Regions from separate parts of the Sus scrofa genome. Here region 1 is linked to region 2. The links are chromatin contacts, called in public targeted proximity ligation maps. All regions are on one chromosome and are shown on one strand. The core of a region is the stretch at or near the end of the contact, and the rest is flanking DNA. Distances in the headings are between cores, read along the strand shown.

Region 1 (6,002 bases), core at 3,223-5,722, 1.4 Mb before region 2:
GTCTTCTCAAATGCAACCAAGGATCTGTGTGACAGCTCAATTAATGCAACATTGCTAAGTGCAAGTGGCCCTACAACAAGAGCTTAGAGGACTCATTTATTTTCAGGGTCAAAAATTTCCCTTTTGGAATTCCCATCCTGGCTCAGCGGAAATGAATCTGACTCGTATCCATGAGGACTCAGGTTCAAACCCTGGCCTCACTCAGTGGGTTAAAGATCCAGCGTTGCCATGAGCTGTGGTATAGGTCGCAGACGTGGCTCAGATCTGACCTTGCTGTGGCTGTGGCGTAGGCCCGCGGCTACAGCACCAATTCAACCCCTAGCCTGGGGATCTTCATATGCCGTGGGTGCAGCTCTAAAAAAAGAGAAAAGGAAAAATTCCCTTTGACCTGGAAAACCATATCATGATGCTACAAATAATTGTGTTTGAGTGGTAGAACTAAGGATGATTTTTTTCTTCCCTTATTTTCTCTGTTTTCTAATTTCTTCCTGCATATGCATTACTTTTATAGTTAAAGTTTAAAAAAATTGTCGTTTAAAGCATTTCATCAGTAAGAGTTGGGAAAACAGGAGACCTGAGCTCCAACCCTCCTCTAGTGATATCTGCCAGGATCCTGGATAGCTCTGTGACTTTCTTTCCACAAGTGTCAATGTTGGCATCATTCCTAATTCTTGCTACTTTCCAAGGTTGCTGTGGTTATCATGAATGAGTGGCCGTGAAGAATTTGGAAAGAGGCATTATTGCTAAGGTAAGATTTATTATTATTTGTCCTTTGTCTTCCTGAACAAACTAGACTTCATCAAAACAAAAAAAGTGAGGCCAAATTGCTTACCTGTTTACCCTAATGTGCAGGGCCACTGCAAAGTCTGAGGCTGAACTATAGGGTTGACAACATGTTTTTTTTGTTTGTTTGTTTGTTTGTTTTTGTTTTGTCTTTTTGCCTTTTCTTGGGCTGCTCCCACTGCATTTGGAGGTTCTCAGGCTAGGAGTCACAGTCGGAGCAGTAGCCGCCCGCCTATGCCACAGACACAGCAACTTGGGATCCGAGCTGCATTTGTGACCCACACCATAGCTCACAGCAACGCTGGATCCTTAACCCACTGAGCAAGGCCAGGGATTGAACCTGCAACCTCATGGTTCCTAGTCGGATTCATTAACCATTGAGCCATGACGGGAACTCCAGGGTTGACAACATGTTTTGAAATCTTATGAGGAGTTCCCGTTGTGGCGCAGTGGTTAACGAATCCGACTAGGAACCATGAGGTTGTGGGTTCGGTCCCTGCCCTTGCTCAGTGGGTTAACGATCCGGCGTTGCCGTGAGCTGTGGTGTAGGTTGCAGATGCGGCTCGGATCCCACGTTGCTGTGGCTCTGGCGTAGGCTGGTGGCTACAGCTCCGATTCAACCCCTAGCCTGGGAATCTCCATATGCCGCGGGAGCGGCCCAAGAAATAGCAACAACAACAACAACAACAACAAAAGACAAAAGACAAAAAAAAAAAAAAAAAAAAAAGAAATAAATTTCCTTTAGCGTTTTCTTCTTTGGCCTTCCTGACTTTATCTTATAACTTTATGCAGTACCTGTGAGCTAATAAATAATGTATCCAAAGAACCCTGCAAATCAGAAAGGTCACCATGTGTGCATTGTTTGTCTGGCAGGAGAAATTTTTGGTTCAGAGCAAAAAAGCAAGTTTATTTTGGGGACTGGTGACTTTGAATAATAGCTGCAAGAAGAAACTGGACATAGGAGTTCCTGTTGTGGCTCAGAGGGTTAAGAACACGACTAGTATTCATGAGGATGTAGGTTCCATTCCTGACCTCACTCAGTGCCCTGAGCTGCAGTGTAGGTTGCAGACGTAGCTCGAATCTGGTGTTGTTGTGGCTGTGGCTGTGGTGTAGGCCAGCAGCTGAAGCTCCGATTTGACCCCTAGCCTGGGAACCTCCATATGCCACAGGTGCTGCTCTAAAAAGAAAAAAGAAACAGAGTTCCCTTTGTGGTGCAGTGGAAACGAATCCAACTAGGAACCATGAGGTTACGGGTTTGATCCCTGGCCTCACTCAGTGGGTTAAGGATCCGGTGTTGCCGTGAGCTGTGGTGTAGGTCACAGACGCGACTTGGATCTGGTGTTCCTGTGGCTCTGGTACACAAAAGACAAAAAAAAAAAAAGAAGGAAAGAAAAAGGGACATAAAGTCCTGCTACTTAATCTTCTTTCTAAATATTCATTTAAAAGTTCAACTTTGGCAAAATTTGACTGGTCTCAATGGATGAGATCTTGCCAGATGGGGACATGAAGAAGACGTGGGAAAGCAACAGAACCTGGGAACCTGAATTGCTGGATGTCTGCCCGCATTGGGTAAGATCTGGGGGCAGAGCCCAGAGGGGTGTCGGCCCAACCCTGACCTGGTGTCCCAAGTGCTGCCTGCCTGTTGCGCAGCTGAGGACATGAGAGACGCTGCAGAGACCAGGGCCCCTCAGTCGTCGGGCGGGCCTGGAGCTTTGTGCAGAGCCCCTACTCACCCCATTGCCAGGGGCGCTGGTACTGAATGGCTTCAGCTCCATTGTTTCTTCTGCCGCCACAGCTCCACCTCCCCCACTATGACCTTCAACAGGCCTTCTGCCCATGGAGGCATCAAACCGCCCCAAAGGGAAATGCTGATGTCAGCATTCTCTCAATGAGGAACTCTAACTTAGAGAGGTCAGACAGAGAGCCTGCACACGCAAGTGGCTGAGCCAAGCGCGCCTGTCTGCAGTTCCTCCCCACCCCCTTTATTTTTCTTTCTTTTTAGGGCCGCATGTTTGGCATATGGAGGTTCCCAGGCTAGGGGTCCAATCGGAGCTACAGCTGCTGGCCTACACCACAGCCACAGCAACGCAGGATCTGAACCACGTCTGCCACCTACACCACAGCTCACAGAAACGCCGGATCCTTAACCCATGAATGAGGCCAGGGATCAAACCCAGATCCTCATGGATACTAGTTGGGTTCTTTTTTTTTTTTTTTTGGTCTTTTTTAGTGACACACCCGCGGCATAAGGAAGGTCCCAGGCTAGGGGTTGAATTAGAGCTGTTGCTGCTGGCCTACGCCAGAGCCACAGCAGCGCCAGGTCCCAGCCACGTCTGTGACCTACACCACAGCTCATGGCAAAGCTGGATCCTTCACCCACTGATTGAGGCCAGGGATCGAACCCGAAATGTTGTGGGTCCTAGTCAGATTCATTTCCGCTGCGCCACGACGGGAACTCCCTAGTTGGGTTCTTAACCCGATAAGCCACAACGGGAACTCCCCCAGTTCCCAGCCTCAGGGCTGGTTTGGAGGTTCACGCCCATGCCATCCTCTGGGCCACTTCACCGTTGCCTCCTGGGTTCCGTGGCTTGGCTCTTTCTCGGCTGTGCTCAACTGGGTGTCAGTAAATCCAACCTCAAGAAACTTCACCTTTGTTGAGAGAAAGGAAGCCTTCCACTCCGCAGCCTACACAAGCAAGATCACGCTGTGGTTCACTCTATTTGCAATTTCCCTTCTCTGCAGGCCCCGGGACTGGCCTGGAGCTCAGGCTCTGGCTTCAGTTCTTGGCCCCCCAGCTCCAATACAGGGCCCAGGGCACAGCAGAGTCCTCTCACAATAAGGGCCCTTTCTTTTTATTTTTTATTTTTGCCTTTTTGCCTTTTCCAGGGCCACACCCGTGGCATATGGAGGTTCCCAGGCTAGGGGTCCAGTCGGAGCTGTAGCCACCGGCCTACGTCACAGACACAGCAACACGGGATCCGAGTCGCATCTTCAGCCTGCACCACAGCTCACAGCAACTCTGGATCCTTAACCCACTGAGCAAGGCCAGGGATCGAACCCGCAACCTCATGGTTCCTAGTTGGATTCATTAACCACCGTGCCATGATGGAAACTCCAACAAGGGCCTCTTCTTGGGCAGATGGCACCCTGACACCGGGCGGGTCCTGTTACCCACACTTGGAGCCACTCCTACCAGTGGAAAGGCAAAGACCTCAGACACAGAAAAGCTAACGCCCTCAGAGGCCCTGACCTCATCCACTTCCTCACACAGGGCAGGGGCAGTCCTGGTCCCTTGGAGGTGGAGCAGCGACAGGCCTGACTGGAATTGCTTTCAAATGCCCCAGTTTCATCTGTTTTCAGTCAGAGTAGGCTGGTCGACCATGAGCAAAGCCTTTCATGTGGCTAAAAATGTATAGAAATTCCAAACCAGTTTTTAAAATTCAAAATTGGACACTGAGCCCAGGAATCTTCCTCTACAAGAGAGAAGTGTGTGCATTTGTGGATTTTGTCTCAGTGCTGGAGAAACAGACTCCCAGATCATGTAACCAAAGGCCTCGAGGTCCCAGAGGCTGCACTGGTCTGGTTCCTGACAACCGTCAGATTCCAGCTTCTGATCTCTTACAGGCCTCACTGTGAACAGACTAAACTCAACATGGCTTCAAAGGCAGTGTTGCAGCATCGCCTGGGCTGTCTGTTTTTCTGGGCTCAAGTTCACTCCTTGATTGCGTGCGCTGTCTTCCCTCGAGACGCAGACTTACTCCACTCCGGCTCTTGAATCGTTTGTGTGGGGCGGGCTCACGCTTTCTGAAGGGCAACTGGTTTTAAATAAGTAGTCACAGGCTCAAGCAAAGACTACAGAATATATTTTTATTCCACTGTGGTGGACACTGCACGTGGATCAGAGAAAGCAGGAGAGATGAGGGTCAGCTCAGGACAGGAAGAGAAGACATTTATCCACAAATTACATAATCCACAATTACATAATCCATCAGCATTACCACATCAGATCCCAAACTCTCAGGGAGGAAAAAAAAAAAGTATTTGTTTTCCTTTTCCCTTGTCCTTTTTTCCCCTCTTAAGTGCTAAAAATGTGTTAATGATGCAAAATCAAATCACTTTGGACCATTAATCAACACCCACACTTGGAGACAATATTAAAACAAGTAGGAGTGGCCATTCTCATTTAATTTATCCGGTAATACTGTCCCTTGTAGCCACCGCTGTGGACTATAACATTGGATTAAAGCTCTTCTTATTCCATTTGTCACTACGAACTACTCTGTGACTCATCATTTCCACGGTCCCCACTTCAGAGATGACTCTGAGATGGATTCATCACTATGGGGACAGGGGAGGTCCAAGGCCACAGCATCTGATGATTTGTGGGCACATGACCCCAAAGTTTCTACCCTCAGACCCAATGGAAAGTGACTAGAGCCCCATGGATGTGGTGGTGACCAGATTCTCCACCAGCGATTTACTGCTGTACCACAGAGTGCCGTGAAACCTAGAGGATGGCGTTCCTGTTGTGGCTTAGTGGTAATGAACCCGATTAATATCCATGAGGATGCAGGTTCGATCTCTGGCCTTGCTGGAGGATCGGGCAAGGATTGGGCATTGCTGTAGCTATGGTGTAGGCCGGCAGCTACAGCTCCGATTCTGTTCCCAGCCTGGGAACTTCCATATGCCTTGAGTGCAGCCCTTAAAAAAAAAGAAGAAGAAAGAAAGGAACCTAGAGGTTTTTGCTTTTTTTGTTTTGTTTTGTTTTTGTCTTTTCTAGGGCCGCTCCCGCAGCATATGGAAGTTCCCAGGCTAGGGAGTCTAATCAGAGCTGTAGCCACCGGCCTATGCCAGAGCCACAGCAACACGGGATCCTTGACCCACTGAGCAAGGCCAGGGATCGAACCCACAACCTCATGGTTCCTAGTCGGATTCCTTAACCACTGCACCACGACGGGAACTCCAAAACCTAGAGGTTTAACACTACAATCACTTTCTTACATCTAAGTTTCATGGGGCAGGAATTCAGGGAGGATGTGGCCAGGTGATTCCTCTGTGGTCTGTGGGGTAGACGCAGGCAGTATTCAGTGGTGTTCAGGTGGCCTCTGGTCTGGTCTGGAGGGTCCAGGCGAGGCAGCCTGCTCACACACCTGCCTTGGGAGGGACAGCTGTGCTCAGTTAAGCCTCTCTTCTCCCAGCAATCCCTGGCCTCTCCAGCC
Region 2 (5,723 bases), core at 34-2,533:
GGAGGATCTAGAGCTATAAGGAGAATTTCCTGACAAATGACAACACAATGCTGCCTCACTGACTCATGAGGGTCTGCGAAAGTCGGAGATTCGCCCTGGGTACCTGACCCTATCACCACAAAGCAGTGCTGTGTTCCCATTTGACTGCTAAGAAAACTGAGGCTGAGCGATATTCAATACTTGGTAAAGTAGCCACAGTAGCAAGTAGCAGAGAAGGGCTTGGAATCTGCATCTTAAATGTAGTAGGATGACCCCTCCCCACCTTTTGACTCTAAAGGACCAGGGTATTTCATCTTAAGCTTTGTTTACAATCAGAGCTCCAGAAAAGCCACACTTAATCCTAGGGTTGGGGCATTTAACCCAAAGAGTAAGACGGCCCCTGAAATGCTTGTGCACTCTCCTCCCTTTTAATCCCCATTACAGAAGAGGAAACTCTATGAAGGGTAATCAGTGTTTGGTGGTCTTTCCTGGCCAAAGTGAGGGCAAGAGATTGTTAAACAGCTTAGGAAATGCAGTAGAGATACCAAGATGGCCCTTTTTTTGGATTTGGGAATGGGATAATTCTGCTCTCCTTTGGAATTCTCCCCGGCACATCTCCTTGGAGCATCACAAGCTTCCTGGTGTGAAAACCTACGGGCCTACTGGGAGGTAGGTATTCTCTTTCCCATTTTACAGATTAGAAAACTGAGCTTGGACAGAGGCCAGGACTCAATTGCGGCTGCATCTTACTGCATAAATTTCTCCGTCCCGGGAGGCCTGAGCACCTTCAGCGGACAGGAATGGTAACGTGGCCACCCTTCTAAACCAGACTCTGCCCGGGCGCGGCGGGGCAGAGGAGCGGAGGAAGGAGAGCCGGCGCGCGCACACACGAGGCCCAGGGCTGGGGCCCCGTGGCGGGGAGGAGCCCACTTCCCTTCCCCTCCCCTGGGAACTCAGCGCGGGGGGAGGGGGCGGCGGCTGCCCTCCCCATCCGCCCGGCCGCCAGGTGCCCAGAAACTCGGCCTCCCCCTCCCGCCCCCGCGCCTGTTCCCGGCGCAGCCCGTGTCTCGGCGGTCACGTCTCCCCATCCGGCTCCAAAGTACGAGTCAGCCGCTGCCCGGCCGACCCTGCGGCAGGGCGGGGGCAGAGGGAGGGCGGCGCCGGGGGCGGGCGGGGGCAGAGGGAGGGCGGCGCCGGGGGCGGGCGGGGGGCAGGCGGCCCGGGCGGGCGAGGCCGGGCGCCGGGCTCCCTCCTCCCTCCTGCACCACGCGGGTAGGTCTGCGAGGAGCCAGGGCTCCGCCCTTCGGGCCCGAGTCGGCCCGGGCCCAAGGGGCGAGGCGCGGGCGAGGTCGCGGCACGGCGGCCACCGCCCCTGCTGGGCGGGAGGCGGGCGGAAGGCGGGGCGAGGGGGAGGCCCGGCAGGGGAAACCGGGAGGCCGCGCCTCCGGAGCCGCGCGCCGGCCGGTGTTGCTGGGGAGAAAAGCGCAGCGGCGGCTCCGCCCTGAGCCCCGCGACCGCAGCGCCCTCTGCTGGTGGGGTTTCGGAACTGCACAGAGACTCCATCCGCACCTGCCAGGAGGAGAGCTGGTAGAAATTACTGTTCAGTTAACGATGCCATTCTTAGAAAAAAAAAGAAACAAATTCAAAAATAAGTCCTGAGCATTGCAGGAAAATTTGGAAATGCAGAGAGAAAAAAGAAAAAAATTACTCTTAATGCCTGTATCTAGAAATAAACACTTCTGGAATTTTAGTGACTGCCCTTCCAGGGCTTCATATCTTTAAATTTGTGTGTGTGTGCACGCGCGCATCCTTTACAGCATATTTATTTATTTAATTTGCTTTTTAGGGCCCAACCTGCAGCATATGGAGGTTCCCAGGCTAGGGGTCCAATCGGAGCTACAGCTGCTGGCCTACACCACAGCCACAGCAACGCCAAGATCCAAGCCACATCTGTGAGCTACACCACAGCTCACAGAAACGGCAGATCCTTAATCCACTGAGTGAGGCCAGGGATCAAACCTGCATCCTCATGGATACTATTCAGATTGTTTCCACTACCACAGGGGAACTCCTGGAATTTTTAAAATGTAGCATTGTCAGCTCTGAGAACTCACAGGCCTTGTTTTGTTCACTGCTCCACCCTCAGTGTCTAGAACACGGTTTAGCAGTGTTCTGGGTGCTCAAAAATCAAACGTTGGCTCTACCAACATGGGATCATGCTTTTCACACTTTCATGATCATCATTTTTAGCATGCTTAAATTCTTTTGTATGTTCCCCTGAGTAGTAAAAGACTGATACTAGAATGGTCCACTAACCACCTTCTAGAATCTGAAGGAATGTGTCTGGAATTCAGAATTATTCACAGTCTATGTATATGGTAACACCACCACCATCACTACCAGCTGCAGGCTCTGGAACAACAAACACTCTGTAATCAAACACACTACATTTCTCCAGCAAAATGTAGGACTATTCACATCAAGTAAGATAAACACTGTCAACAGCTTCACGTCCCTTCAGTCAGGTTTTGAGGTTAAATGAGTGAGTTTTCCCCAAACTAAACCAAAAAACTTTTGAGTTCCCAGACCATTCTGAATTTTGAGTTTGAAGAGATGTACTGGGAGTTCTCAACGTGACTCTGCAGAAACAAATCTGACTAGTATTCATGAGGATGCCGATTTGATCCCTGGCCTTGCCCAGTGGGTTAAGGATCCGGCATTGCCATGAGCTATGGTGTAGGTTGCAGACACGGCTCGGATCCCGCATTACTGTGGCTGTGGTGTAGGCTGGCAGCTGCAGCTCCTATTTGACCCCTAGCCTTGGAACCTCCATATGCCATGGGTGTGGCCCTAAAAAGACCAAACCAAAAACAACAAAAAAAGAGAGAGATGCACTAACCTCTGGGCACATCAAGGGTCTGATGATGTCTCTGCTGTGAGCTCGTGTTTTCCCATTTACCTCTGTCTCTTACACACTCTGGGTGCTTGGTAGCCCCAGGTAATTGAGGTGCCAGTTGATGAGATGTGATTGAATGTGGGGTGTGGTGAGAAAGGGAAGGATATGATTGGGTTAGATTTTTGGATGTGGCCACACCTTCCCTACACCAAGCCACCACCTTCAAACCAATGGACTTCAGCACTTGTGCGGTTGCCTTTGTTTCTTCCAAGGCTATGCTTGTTCTAGTGGACCCCACTGAGAGCAGCCAAATTCCCCCCAAACAAACACCGCCATCCACGGGCCTATGCGGCCAAAAAGATGCTACGGTATCTTGTCCAGAAGGGCCTGGGAATCAAGACATTCAACTTAAGAGTCGTTGGTTGAGCCGTGATCACATGTTCTGCAGCCTCTGAGCTGGGCCTCTCTCTGAGCTCCAGACTGGATATCCAGCCTCCTGCTGACATCTCCACTCAATCCCCAAATTTACTTCAAATGCCATGTGTCCAAGACCCTACCCATGACCCACTCAAAGCCTGGTCCTCTTTTGTGACCCAGGTCCTGACCAAGCCCATCAGCCATCTAGTGAAACAAGCTAGAAGCTCAGGCATCTTCCCTCTCTTCCTCCTTCATCCTTACCCACCTCAACACGTCTTGCCCATTTACCTCTGAAGCAGCCCTCCACGGCACCACCATCCAGTCCCAATGCCAGAGCCTAAGCAGGCTGCCAATCCAATTCTTGCTCTACTCAGGTCCTTTCTGCACAATGAGGCCAGGCTCCTTTGAAACATAGACTCAGTTACTTCACTCATGGCCCAGGACCACCAGGAGCAGCTGCCAAGGTTTATCACTTCTCCTAGGATTTCAGCAAGATCATTTGACAGCTCTGAAATGCACCCCACCCCCATCTTTCTTAGGATAGAAATAAAAATCTATGAAAAGGCCTGCAGAGCCCTCTCTGCTGGAGCGGGCTTTGTCCTGACAAGGCTCGTGCCAGGAGTCTCTGCCCTGCACTTGCTGTACCCCTTGCCCAGAACATTCTCCCTCCATCTCTTCACCTACTTCACTCCCACTCTTCACTCCCATTATTTCCCCAAGAAGTCTTCCTGACCAAGGAAAGGGCCCTTTAGCACCAGTGCTGCTCCCTCAAAGCTGCTCCGTTTTGGAGTCATACATTTATTTGTTGATTCGATCCATGCCTGCTTCCCACAGGAATTCTTGTGCCTGGTTTGCCCATCATGGTGCTCCCACCTCCAGGTCCAGTGCTCGGCGTTAAGTAAGTGCTTCATGAATATGTGTTCCATGAATCCACTGCCTTATCTGCTCACTCATCTTAGGACAAGCCAAGGAGGAGAACCAGAAGCACAGAAAGGAGGGAGTGTGTGTGAGTTCACTTATCAAGCCCCCCCAAAAGTGCATCTGTTATGTGTCAGGCTCTGGGGATGTGAAAAAGTTGGCAGAAGAGAAACCAGTTGACTGCCTTCAAGATCTTAACTTCTAGGAGTTCCTATTGTGGGTCAGAGGTAATGAACCCAACTAGTATCCGTAAGGTTTGATGCCAGGTCTCACTCAGTGGGTTAAGGATCTGGCATTGCCATGAGCTTGGTAGGTTGCAGACAAGGCTCAGATCCAGCTGGTGGCTACAGCTCGCATTTGACCCAGAGGTAATGAACCCAACTAGTATCCGTAAGGTTTGATGCCAGGTCTCACTCAGTGGGTTAAGGATCTGGCATTGCCATGAGCTTGGTAGGTTGCAGACAAGGCTCAGATCCAGCTGGTGGCTACAGCTCGCATTTGACCCCTAGCCTGGGAACTTCCATACACTGTGGGTATGGCCCTAAAAACAAAAAACAAAAAAACCAAAAAAACTTAACCTCTAAATCACATGGATCTAGTAAAGCCACAGCCACAAAGGGAATGTTCCCCACAGATAAAAAAATAAAATCCCTCTTTGAACCAGAACTCATCAACCAAAGTCCCTTTTCTCCCAACCAACCAGCCCTAACTGTACCTTGATTTTTGAGCTGGGCTCTTTATCCTACAAAAAGCCCATCTTGACCCTCAAAGACCAAGAGGCTCCAAAGGACTGTCTAGTGTGTGGGTTTCTTGGATGCATCAAGCTAAGTAAACTTGGCTTTGTGTAGCCACAGGCATGTCATTGGTGGACCTGCCATCCTAACTTGAGTTCAAAAAGCACCTGGAAAAAGCCACATTCAAAGTTTAACAACCACATTCCTTGCTCATCCATGTCTTCTAGCCTTTATACTGTTTCACACCCGGGAACGAGTGTCCCCCTCGGGCTCAGAGTTGTCATGGTAACTTGTCAGTGGGCTCAGCCCCAGCTGTTGTCACAACTGGAAACCTGTACTTTGGGATTTGTGGCAAAAGTTGTTAATGGGGGTGGGTATATGAGTGAGGGAAGGAAAAGTGAGGCAGAATCACCTCTTCCTCCTGGCTCTGCTCTACCTCAAAACCCACTTGTAGCAATGCAGAGACAGAGGTTTGCGTAACATTCACAGACAGAATTCAGCACTATGTGAAATCAGCTACCTACACTGAAAAACGTGCAGCAACTGCCAGGCACTATGAGCAAAGGTAATCCATGAGCGCCATCTAGTGGGCATACCTGTCACTAGCGCGCAACCCTGGAGCCTTTCCTGAGCCCAGCCCGTGTGAGAGGTCTGCACCTTTGGCACCCACAGCGGAGGCCAGCCACCCGTACCTGGGCCCTTGCCAGAAAAAGACCCTCGTCGCCGCCCGGGTTGGGGGGGGTGGTGCATATGGAGTCCCTAGGCTAAGGATCAGATCC

Evidence for each region.
Region 1: a contact with region 2 is called in a targeted proximity ligation map of alveolar macrophages. A contact is called at or near these places in 4 of 47 Hi-C or Micro-C datasets (alveolar macrophages, fetal skeletal muscle, heart right ventricle and 1 more) and 1 of 2 datasets of targeted methods (alveolar macrophages).

The regions. Positions count from the first base shown.
Region 1 is chr4:35,698,756-35,704,757 of Sscrofa11.1, reverse strand. No RefSeq gene overlaps it. Among named protein-coding and RNA genes, the nearest start is that of ZNF706, 66 kb to the left of the region's middle.
Region 2 is chr4:34,260,836-34,266,558 of Sscrofa11.1, reverse strand. No RefSeq gene overlaps it. Among named protein-coding and RNA genes, the nearest start is that of AZIN1, 37 kb to the right of the region's middle.